Regions from separate parts of the Arachis hypogaea genome. Here region 1 is linked to region 2. Evidence: chromatin contacts called from public Hi-C data. All regions are on one chromosome and are shown on one strand. Each heading gives the region's core, a stretch centred on a gene start, on an enhancer-like site or on the middle of the called end of the contact. The rest is flanking DNA. Distances are from core to core; before and after follow the strand shown. Region 1 holds the start of LOC112751094 (protein SAR DEFICIENT 1). Region 2 holds the start of LOC112749149.

What was found. Hi-C and Micro-C count contacts between places; a contact is called where the count stands out from the background.
Region 1: a Hi-C map of an unstated tissue shows a contact between it and region 2, with 2.2 times the contacts expected there. The contact joins the promoter of LOC112751094 here to the promoter of LOC112749149 in region 2. A contact is called at or near these places in 2 of 8 Hi-C or Micro-C datasets (leaf and an unstated tissue).

Annotation. Positions count from the first base shown.
Region 1 is chr15:144,924,340-144,929,685 of arahy.Tifrunner.gnm2.J5K5, forward strand. LOC112751094 (protein SAR DEFICIENT 1) reads right to left here and starts at 1,544. Exons shown (of 7, transcript XM_025800133.3): 1 at 1,194-1,544; 2 at 993-1,071; 3 at 71-680. The coding sequence starts at 1,288.
Region 2 is chr15:144,757,618-144,763,114 of arahy.Tifrunner.gnm2.J5K5, forward strand. It overlaps LOC112749149, which reads left to right and starts at 3,446. Exons shown (of 3, transcript XM_025797416.1): 1 at 3,446-4,187; 2 at 4,341-4,525; 3 at 4,617-4,814. The coding sequence starts at 3,446. The coding sequence ends at 4,814. It overlaps LOC112751092 (probable cyclic nucleotide-gated ion channel 20, chloroplastic), which reads left to right. Exons shown (of 14, transcript XM_025800130.3): 11 at 166-295; 12 at 614-860; 13 at 1,000-1,159; 14 at 1,444-1,706. The coding sequence ends at 1,543.

The DNA.
Region 1 (5,346 bases), core at 294-2,793, 160 kb after region 2:
AAATAAAAATGAACGTGGCTAATATTTGTTGATAGTAAAATGATAAATATATGAAGTTGAGAAAACTTACATTCTCCACGGTGATCCTTGACAACAAAAGCTTCAGTAATGCCTTCTCGAATTGCAAGAGCATGGTGGTTAGTCCCCGGAGCCACCCTAACGGCAACCCGGAACTTCCGGCTGCGAATCCAGCTACTATTATCGGTGAACTCAATGTCCCCAGTTGGTGCAATGCCATCCCTCATGGTGAGGTTCAACTCTCCGGCAAGCAAAGGTCTCTTGCCAGTTCTCTCCTTCACTATGCGGCTATTGAATTCTTCACTACTCCAACCACAAGAAGACGAAGAAGATGAAGAAGAGTTGTCATTATCAGAAAGAGGGAAATCGCCGTCGAGGACGAGGAGTTCCAGCTTGATTGGGTGTGGGAGGCTTGTTGGAACCATCTGGCCACTGCTCTTGTCCATCAGAAGTATGCTTATAGGGTTGCCTTCGACGTCGAGGATTCGGCTTCCGGTGAAGATTGGAAGGGATAGCCTCTTGCTGAAGACCAGTTGCAAGGTTGATGATGGTTGATCATCGTCAAATGCTTTGATTCTCAATGATGGTGTCCTTGTTAAGGACCTTGACGACGAAGAACAAGAACACCATTGCCTCATCGCTCTATCAACCTCTTCACTCACCTGGCAATAATAGTTAAGTATCTAGGTTATCAAATTTGCGAGTTAATTAAAAAAAATGTGAAAATTTAGGTGCAGTTAATTGAGGTTGATAATTGATAGTTGAGAGTTATTAGATAAAAATTTAGCCAAATTAAACTAAACGATTCTCAATTATCAATTTTACGTAAAATAATTTTTAAAAAATATATATATATGCACGATTTTGTTTATAATTTTTTGTTCATCTTTTATTTTTAATATTAAAAATAATCGATAATATATAAAAAGACACACAAACAAAATATCATTTTTCGTTTAGTTCAAAACTCTTACCACTCTCTTGAGCACAGGTTCCAAGGCTACTGAAAACAAGTTTTGCAAGTTTTTCATTGTAACAACTTCGGTTATTACCCTGTCAAATAAGATATAGTTAGACAAAAACTAATTAGTAAGTACGAAAATAAATAATAATTATATAACCCTAGGTAGAAATTAGAAAAGAAAAGAAGCTAATTAAGTAGTAATAATACATACGAAGCCAAAGTAGGTCTATTAGATCTAAACCGTTTGTCGTTTGGCTTATCTTGGTCTCGATCATCAGAATCATCCAAAAACCTTTTCGCCGCCATTTTTTCTTTTCCTTTTCTGAAGAGTTTTAGTACCAAAGAGAGGTTTTCAGGAATGAAGGAAGGAATTGAAGGAGCAAGTGCAATTGCAAGAAGAGGGGTAACCGTATGACTTGGCTTTTATACCCAAAGTTATATATATACTATAGTATTATTACATTTCATAAATATAATAAGAATCTAACATATAATATAAGGAAGGTTCTTGGAACGGTGAAGGAAATAATAGCGAAGCGAGTAAATAGAATGATAGATAGATAGAGCAAATGAAAAGAAACAGCGCGCGATGAGTATCATATGATGTAACGACTTTGACGTCAACACCCATCCAAAGTCAACTCCCTCAATATATCAATCAAAAGAAAAGTAATCTCTCTACAAAATTATGTTTTATATTAAAATTTAATGAAAAAAATTAGGGATCAATATTTTTAGTAAAAAAATGAAAAAAAAAATTGAATAATGTTAAATACAAGATAAATGTACGAAAAATATTGGATAAATAATATTTCTCATTTTAAAATGTGTTAAAAATTGGTTGAGGACAAAAAAAAACAATTAAGATCACTCTCAACCAATATAGTAAAAGATTCCCTTCTAATTTCTAAGGATAACTGTATCTAAAAAAGATGTACATATGTAGAATACTTTATTTTTATATTAATATTAATTATGAATAATTTAAATTAATTATTAAATAAATTTATTTTTTAAGATATAACATGCTATGATTTATATAACAAATCTCACTTGATAGGACGGATAAGGTTTTATATTATTATTATTATTATTATTATTATTATTATTATTATTATTATTATTATTATTATTATTGTATATTTGGTCATTCATGGTAAATACTATTACAATTATTATATATATGTATTGCTAATATTGTAAATTTATTTGTACTATTGTATGTATACATTGTTTTTGTGAGATAATACAATTCTTTTAGAACTAATTAAGCAGTATTTTTATGTACCAATGGAGAAATATTTAAGATCATTAAAATTTATTATTTTTTATTATTATTTAATTATTAATATTTAAAAATATAAAATAAATATATTATTAAATTATTAACTTAAAAATTAAATTAATAATTAAATAATAATAAAAATAATAAATTTAGATGATTTTTAATATTTTTTATTGCGATATATAGGGAGAGCTAACTGCCAATGCAAGTAGGACCCAGAAACTCTGGAACTCCTCTACGTATGGAATGGCATAAAAGAACAAAAAGTAGCATTCACCATAAATAAAGCAATTAAATTACAATTCAAGGAAATTAGATTTTCTTAGTGGCAACAATAATGCATGACTATCTAGTTAGCTAGATAACCCAAGCTGATTTCAATTCTCATATTATTTGGTGGGTATGATTTATTATGATATGACAAGGAACAAATTATTGATCTCTCTTACTGTGATATGGAATAAAACATTTCTTTAACTATTTCGTCAGCGTAGTCTGATTCCAAGAATTTCAATAGATAATCACATCTTAATAATATGATATAGTGGTAGCTTTTGTACAATAACTAATTTTCTTTGTTATAGAACTTTGGTCAAACTACATGCATGTTCCTAGGAAGGATCGGATATAGCGTGCCGGAGATTGTGTGTAATCCTCAAATTCACCAGAGTTTTCAAAGAAAAAACAAGAAACTCACTTGTAATTACTTCTTGTATGACTCGTATGGCAACAAAATTAACCAAACAGAAAATGACATTTTCTTCTTCTGTATGTGAAATATCTAAACAATCTTTTTCTTTTTCTTTATTCATAAAATATAAATTTTTTTTTATAAGATTAAATAACTTATCCTTTGATCTATTTAACTAAAATATCTATTAGTAATAATTATAATTATGCATATAAATTAATGATATTTATTTTATTAATAATAATAGTATAAAATTTATATTTATTATTATGTAATCAATTTTATTTTTATTATTATTTAAAACAACTAAATAATTATCGTTAACTGCGGACTTGTATATATAATTATAATGATTATTGAATGGACTAAAGTATATATATGTTATGAACCGTCCTCTTTTAGGGCGCGGGGATTAGATTTTGCAACGGAAGATGCATTTTCTCTCTCAATTTCAGACATTTAGGCCACAATTAGAACGATCAAAGGGATAGTGTGTGGGTGTGTGGCGGATTGAATGGAAATTTGTTTGCAAAATTCGCAAATAGAGGGCAGGTGGACTGAACTGGTAGTGAGAGAAGGATACACATAGATGACAAAGTAAGGAGATGGAACAACGTCAAAATTCCATAAGATGAAAAAGGTGCGATTTTGAACGCAAGGAAAAAGCAGAAAATCATTGAAAATTATTCACCATGTTTCAATCAAAGAGAGAAAAAATGAGTTGGGGTTAACTTTTTAAATTAAAAATTGTCTAATTGCACACTTAAAATCTCATGCTGAACCACTCTAATTCTCCTATTTTACACCGGTTTGGGAACCGCTGCCAAATTATCGCCACAAACCTCTGCGTGTGTTGTAATGTAGGAATATTTGTTTGATTTAAACCATTTTAACTTAATAGCTTAAATAACGTTTAGAAATTTAAAAATTTTTTAATAGTTAATCCGACTTTGTAATGTTTTATTTGGTACCCACTCGCACGAGGACACACGATATACCAAAAGAAAAAGAAAATGAACCACGACTACATATATATCCTACATGCATCAAGATATATATAAAATAATAAAATATTATATAATCATACTCAAATTGCTATGCTATTATTTATTAGTATGGACTAATATTTCATGTAATGTTAAATAAATTAATAAATAATATAGTAATATTCTTTTTTTTTTTTGTCATACACACATATATATCGATCCATTTAGTCACACACACTAAAAGTTTACAAGACAAACAAGTTTATCATTCACTCATATATTGTCTCCACTCTCAACCACCACTACAAAATAAATGATAAATTATGGCGAAAAATTATTAGTAGTTTCTTAAACCACTGCCAATTGATAGAATAGCAGCAGTTCTAGTAATAAACACATGTTTCGTTGAAAACGGATGAAAATAGTGACAGTTTGGTGTCCAACTACCATAAATAACATTTTGGAGGAATTTATTAAAATTTTCGGCAAAAAGATAAACGACACCATTCTTCATATTTTCGTGTGAACACCCTAGGGGAGCAAAGGCGTCAATCACCATCTCTGAGATACCCAACTGCCGTGACTCTTTTCTCCGTCAGTTTCAACCACTACGTCCGTGTCATCGTACTTCCCTATCATTGATCTGCTCCCTCCGCCGTGTAGCTCCCGCGCACGAGAGGAAAGTGGAAGGGGTCGTCCAAGTCTTCTCACTCCGTCGTACACGTCCGTGTTGCCGTCGGCGTCCTTCCCATTCGTTCGTCCTGGTGTCGTCGTCGGCATCCTCCCCCTTGTCCTATTGTGCGCTGCTCGATCGCTCCCTCTCTGTTCTCTCTGGTTCGTTCTTTACCCTTTTCTTTTTGTCTCAATTTAATTTTGTTCCAATTTTTGCTGCTATAAATTTTGCCCTAAATCTGCTAGGGCTGAATTAACTGCATTGGTAGTCCTCATGTGTATAACTAAGCATAGATACAATTGTTGTAAAACTGTACAAAATGAGAATGAATAATAATATTCTCTACTTTACTATGAATAATAATATTCTCTGCTTTACCCTCAATTTACAATTCATCTTTTGACTGTTGAGAATGTACTAGTTCGTGATGAAGTTTTCTTTTGTTCTTTAATTTCATTTCAAATAATTCATAGTTGTTAAAAACCTTTATACTAGATGTCAATAGCTTACTCTGTAGTGTCATTTTTTTAAACTTCATTCATAGGACTTCATAAATTCTCAAGGAAAGAGATTAAATTTTAATGTGAAGTATCATGCCAGATTTGATGGTATCTTTTCTGAGCTATCAATTCTTTTTACGAAAGAAAATCTCAGGCCTGCCTCTGTTTTGGCCGCAGATATTGTTGGGATTGGTGATTTATGGCTTAAATTTGTCATTAAAAAAAGCTA
Region 2 (5,497 bases), core at 2,196-4,695:
AAATTTGTAATACGTGAGGAACTATTGATATTATAATAAAAGCATGAATGCTTGAATACTATGAAAATAGTATGCCTCCCACTTTTAAATTTTTATGCCAGTTGTATGCCTCATGAAATTGTGGATTATACAATGTACAAGTGACAGAATAATTTTATCATGCAGGAGAGTAAGACAGTCCGAAACGTATAATTGGGCTGCAACAAGAGGGGTTAAAGAAGAAATGCTTATGGAGAATATGTCAGAGGATCTCCAAAGAGACATTAGACGCCATCTCTTTAAATTTATCAAGAAAGTAAGCACTAGAATATCCGTGGCATATGATTTGTTATTTATATTCAGACCAATTTAGCATGTTTGCATTTTGAGTGTTATATGTTTGATGAAATGTGTTTCTTTCATTTAAAATTGTTTCCCTTGAGATCTCTCTTCTTGTATGTAGTCTTCTAGTATTGATGTTGAAGGTGGAAACCAGTTTGAAGGCAAATCGTTTTGCACGTTTGTCATGAAACGTAACCAATGACATCCAAGACCCGTGTGTTTGTGTGTGTGTGTGTATATATATATATATATATATTTGACAACTCTGAAAATTCTCTCTAAATATTTGCAGGTTCGAATTATTGCCTTGATGGATGAGCCCATCTTTGATGCCATTTGTGAGAGATTAAGGCGACGTGTATACACTAGAGGAAGTAATATATTGTGTCGTGGTGGTTTGGTCGAGAAGATAGTCTTTGTTCTGCATGGAAAACTAGAGAGCATTGAAGAAGATGGAACTAGAGTTTGCTTATTCAACGAGGATGCTTGTGGTGAAGAACTATTGATATGGTGTCTTGAAAATTCTTTAGTTAGCACAGGTATAGCAATGCTTGATGCCATGCTGTGACAATATGCCTTTTAATTAGCGACTTGGACTCTATCATCTTAAGTTCTTGACTAATTGATTTTAGATAAATTAGCACATGTTCATTGATGATCAATATGATTGTGCTGCAGATGATAAAAAATTGCCCCCTGAATGGAGGTTGCTTAGCAGTAGGACGGTAACATGCTTAACCGACGTCAAGGCCTTTTCACTTCGAGCTGTTGACCTTGAAGAAATAATAACCCGTTTCACAAGATTCTTGCAGAGTCCGAGGACGCTAGCAGCCATAAGGTCATTCCCCTGTCTTATTATATCTCGATTTCTACTTTGGGAGGGTCTTGTTAGTTTATTACCGCTTTAGAAATATGAAAATTAACCAAAAGTTGTACTTGCACACACTCCAACTTCACAATTGAATGCTGAAATTTCCATGGTTTCATTATAAATTTTCTTCTTCTTTCTGAAGAAGAAAGATAGTTAGAAATGCCTTTAATGACATGTAATTAGTAAGAACAAGCATGCTAATTTCTAAATCCATGGTTGACGTATATTGTTTGATAACTGCGATATTTTAGGTATGAATCGCCTTATTGGAGATCCCTTGGAGCAAACCGAATTCAGGCTGCATGGAGAGACAAAAAGAATCGACTACGTGCTGCTTCACAAGCAAATTAGGCTGTAGAGTGTAGATGTTCGGTTTTAAAACAAAATACTCGTTGCTTGCTTGTTAACTATTTGCAAAATTTCCCTTTTCAATTAAACAAACTAGATTAAGAATTTCGCGTTGCATGTAAAATTATTTAGTACATAATAAAAAAAGTTACAAATTCTATCTCAATTTTTTTTTCTAAGGTCAAGATATATTAAATTATTTGTGTTGGTGTGAATCTTCGACGCTTCGAAAGATTCGACCACAGTAATTAAAATGTCGAAGTACACCATGCATGTTGTTGAGTCAAAAAACCGTTGGAGTTGAATTTTGATTAATGACATGTGAGGTAAATATTTGAGTGTACTACCAACTCGACTCTTATTCATTTTCTAGAATGACAATGCGACCTCTCAAAATAAAAAGTTTAAAAACGATCCACTTCGATCCTTGTCTCATACTTTCATGACACAACGCGGTTCCTGTGGTAATTTTCCGTCAAGGCCTGATAGAAAACCCTGAGCTGTCACATTAACAATGTGACTTGTCATGTTAGCTTGTTGACATGTTCGTTTTGTGCTTAGTTAGACAAGATCAAATAGACAGGGACTTAATTGTCCACTTCCACGTCTTCAAAAATGACGTTGTTTGCGTGGAAGGAAACTCTTCAGCTGCTTTAGAGACTGTGTTTCCATAAAACCCCATCAACGAAGCTTCACATTTACAAGAAAATCTTAGGAGAAAAGGTTCCTCCCTTGTCGAGACCATTGTTGACGCTTTGTTGGTGAAGGGAAGCGCTGACGTTGCTGCTGGCAAAGGTGCTGATGACATCCTAGTTGACAGCGGGTGGACGGTGTTGTTGATGGAGCTAGACAGAATCCTCTGACAACGCTTCACAAGGTTCAGGTTAGTGACTTTCTAGAAAGTGTTTGTCCCTTGTGCTTTATGTGGTCCAACATGACGATTCTGATTCTGACAACTTATCATTGTTGTCTGCAACCCTTTGTGGTCCTGTTTATAGAAAAGTTTAAATACGAATAAATTTTTGTGCATTTTAATAAAAGTTAAATATTGTAGTCATAGTTAACTGTTTGTTTAAATATTTTATTGTTAGTATATGTTAGTAAAATTTAAATAAATAATTGCAGATGTCTAAATATATGATCATTCCTGTGTTTCACCATGGGAGAAGATTTGGCAGAGACTCTAAGAGAGGTCTCTGCTACTTACATGGTAAAGTGAAGAGGTTTTTCCCTTTAAACCTGGGTTATGTAAACTTCTTTGACTTTGTTGAATTGTTTAAGGAATTGAGTTACTGGGAGTATAAATAGATGTTCTGACTTGATATGGGAGCACCTAATATAGAAGCTACACTTCATGTCATTAAAGGAGATATGGAGGTTAATTAGATTAGGGAAAGTAAGTTGAGGTATAGGAAAACTGATGAGTTGTACATTTATTTTGATCACAATGTGGATATGCCTGAGGTAGTTAGAGAAGGTTTGACTGAAGAGACTATTGTACTAGGTTCATCATCATCATCATCATCATCATGAGATGGATATGAGACAACAGAAGAGGATGAGCCATACAAACCTCCTCCTCTAAATATGAGACAGATGATATCAGTAGTGAGGAAGAGAAAAAGAAGAAAAAGGTACCAAAAAATGGAGTTTCAACAAAGAAGAAGATGTGTAATGAGGCTGTTGGTTATGACACAAAAGATAAGAGTACTGATGAATAACAAAGAAATAAGAAGAAGAATAGTGTGCCAAAAAAAATAAAAAAAAAGTCACCTAAGAAGAATAAGAGTAATAAGGCTAGTCCATCTAGTAGCAGGCCAAGAAGGACTGCTAAGAAAAGGGCTTCTAGGAAATCTTCTGGTATTATAAGAAGACATCTTAAAGGATGGATTAGCAAATAAGGGGATGGAGGGTCAAAATAATGGGCTTGGACCTAATATTGGGGTTGGATCAATACAGAAGAGAACTAGGCCTGTAGGTGAATCAAATGAGGGTGAGGCTCTTAATATGGGTGATAGGCTTGATAACCCAAGCTTAGTCCCAACTAATGTGGAGATGGATAGTGATTATGATAAACTTTATGAGTATGAGAGTGAGGCTTTCAATAGCCTAGTTTTTTCTGAGGATGAAGGAAGGACAACTTATGACTCTTTTAGTGAGGATACTGAATATGGAGAGGTTGTGTTTAAAGTTGGACAAATATTCTCAACAATGGAATTGTTCAAAATGGCTTTGAAGGACTATTTAGTATTTGAGAGAAAGGACATGTTATACATAGAAAATGAGAAGCATAAGCTGAGAACATCATGTGCAGCTGAGAATTGTCCATGGTTGATATTAACATCATGGAATAGTTCTAGTAGATGTTTCCAGGAGAAGACTTCGATAAATGAGCACACATGTGCTAGAGATTATGGCAGCAACATGGCTGATAGGGATTGGGTTGCATCAAAGCTCATTAAAAGACTACATATCCATCCTGAGATGAAATCGAGACAGGAAATGGATCACATGATAGAGGAGTATAATGTCCAGCTTAACCCAAAAATGATTGCGAGGGCTTTAAAAGTTGATAGAGAGGTGGTTGTTGGTAATGCAAAGGCACAGTATGCGAAAGTTAGAGATTATTTGATGGAGCTTCATTGGAGTAATCCCGGATCCACAGCATTGATGGAAACAATGCCACAGCTTGAATCTCTCCCATTATTTGATAGGTTATACATAAGTTAAGATTTTTCCAAGAAGGGTTTTAAGTAGGGTTGTAGGCCTTTAATTGGTCTAGATGACTATTTTTTGAAAGGTTATTATGGTGGACAACTACTTAGTACAGTGATACAAGATGCCAATAACCACTTATTCGTCATAGCATATGCTATTATTCCTAATGAATTTAAAGACACATGGAAGTGGTTCTTAACTTTGTTGCAAGAGGATTTGGGAAAGGTCACTCAGCATGGATTAAATTTCATAAGTGATCAGCAAAAGGTAAATTATAATTTTGTGCTTAACTCTATTGTGCACTTGATAACAATTTCCTGTAAGAATTTTTGTTTTTGTGGTTGTCTAATAATTGTAGGGGATGGAGTTAGTTATCAAAGAAGTAATGCCTAATGCAAACCATATAAATTATGTGCTTCATATCTGGAAAAACTTTATCAAACACTTTAAGGACCAACAAACTAAGCAAATAGTATGGGAATGTGCAAGGTGCACAACTTTCCAAGAGTTCAATCGCTCCATGGAGAAAATGAAGCAAATCAATTTGGGAGCATGAGAATATCTTCAGAGATGTGATCTAGCAGTGTGGATGAAAGCCTACTTCAGCTATGGGCCAAAGGTTGACAATATTACCAACAATATGTGTGGGGTATGGAATGTCAAGATCGTAAATTATCGAGAAAAAACAATCTTGACAATGTGTAAATATTTAAGATGCTACCTGATGAGAAAAATGACAACACACAAGAAGAAGCTAGAGAATCATCATGGTCACTTGACACAAGTGCAGCAGAAGAAATTGGATGAGTTTATCAAGCTTAAAGCTAATAAGTGAAGAATCATCTGGGCTAGAGACAATAATAGACTGCTGTTTGAGGTTCATAAAGGAAGTAGCAAAGTTGGAGTTAACCTCCATCAAAGGACCTTGTAATGCTTGGCAACTTATTGGTAAATTGACAATCATCATAATATTCTGCCTCACGGTAACTTTAATTTCTAATTCATACTTATGTTGTTGTGGATTTCATCTATGTGGTGTTTGTTTTCAGGAATGCCTTGCTGTCATGCAGTTGCAGCGATGTATAAAATTGGACTCAGGCCAAAGGAGTATGTGCATAAATAGCTCACCATGCAAGCAATTAGGGCAACATACGTGCATTGCATCAAGCCTGTTAATTCAGAGGAGTACTGAACCCCTTGTGATGCTCCAAGAACAGAACCTCCCATCATTAAGAGACC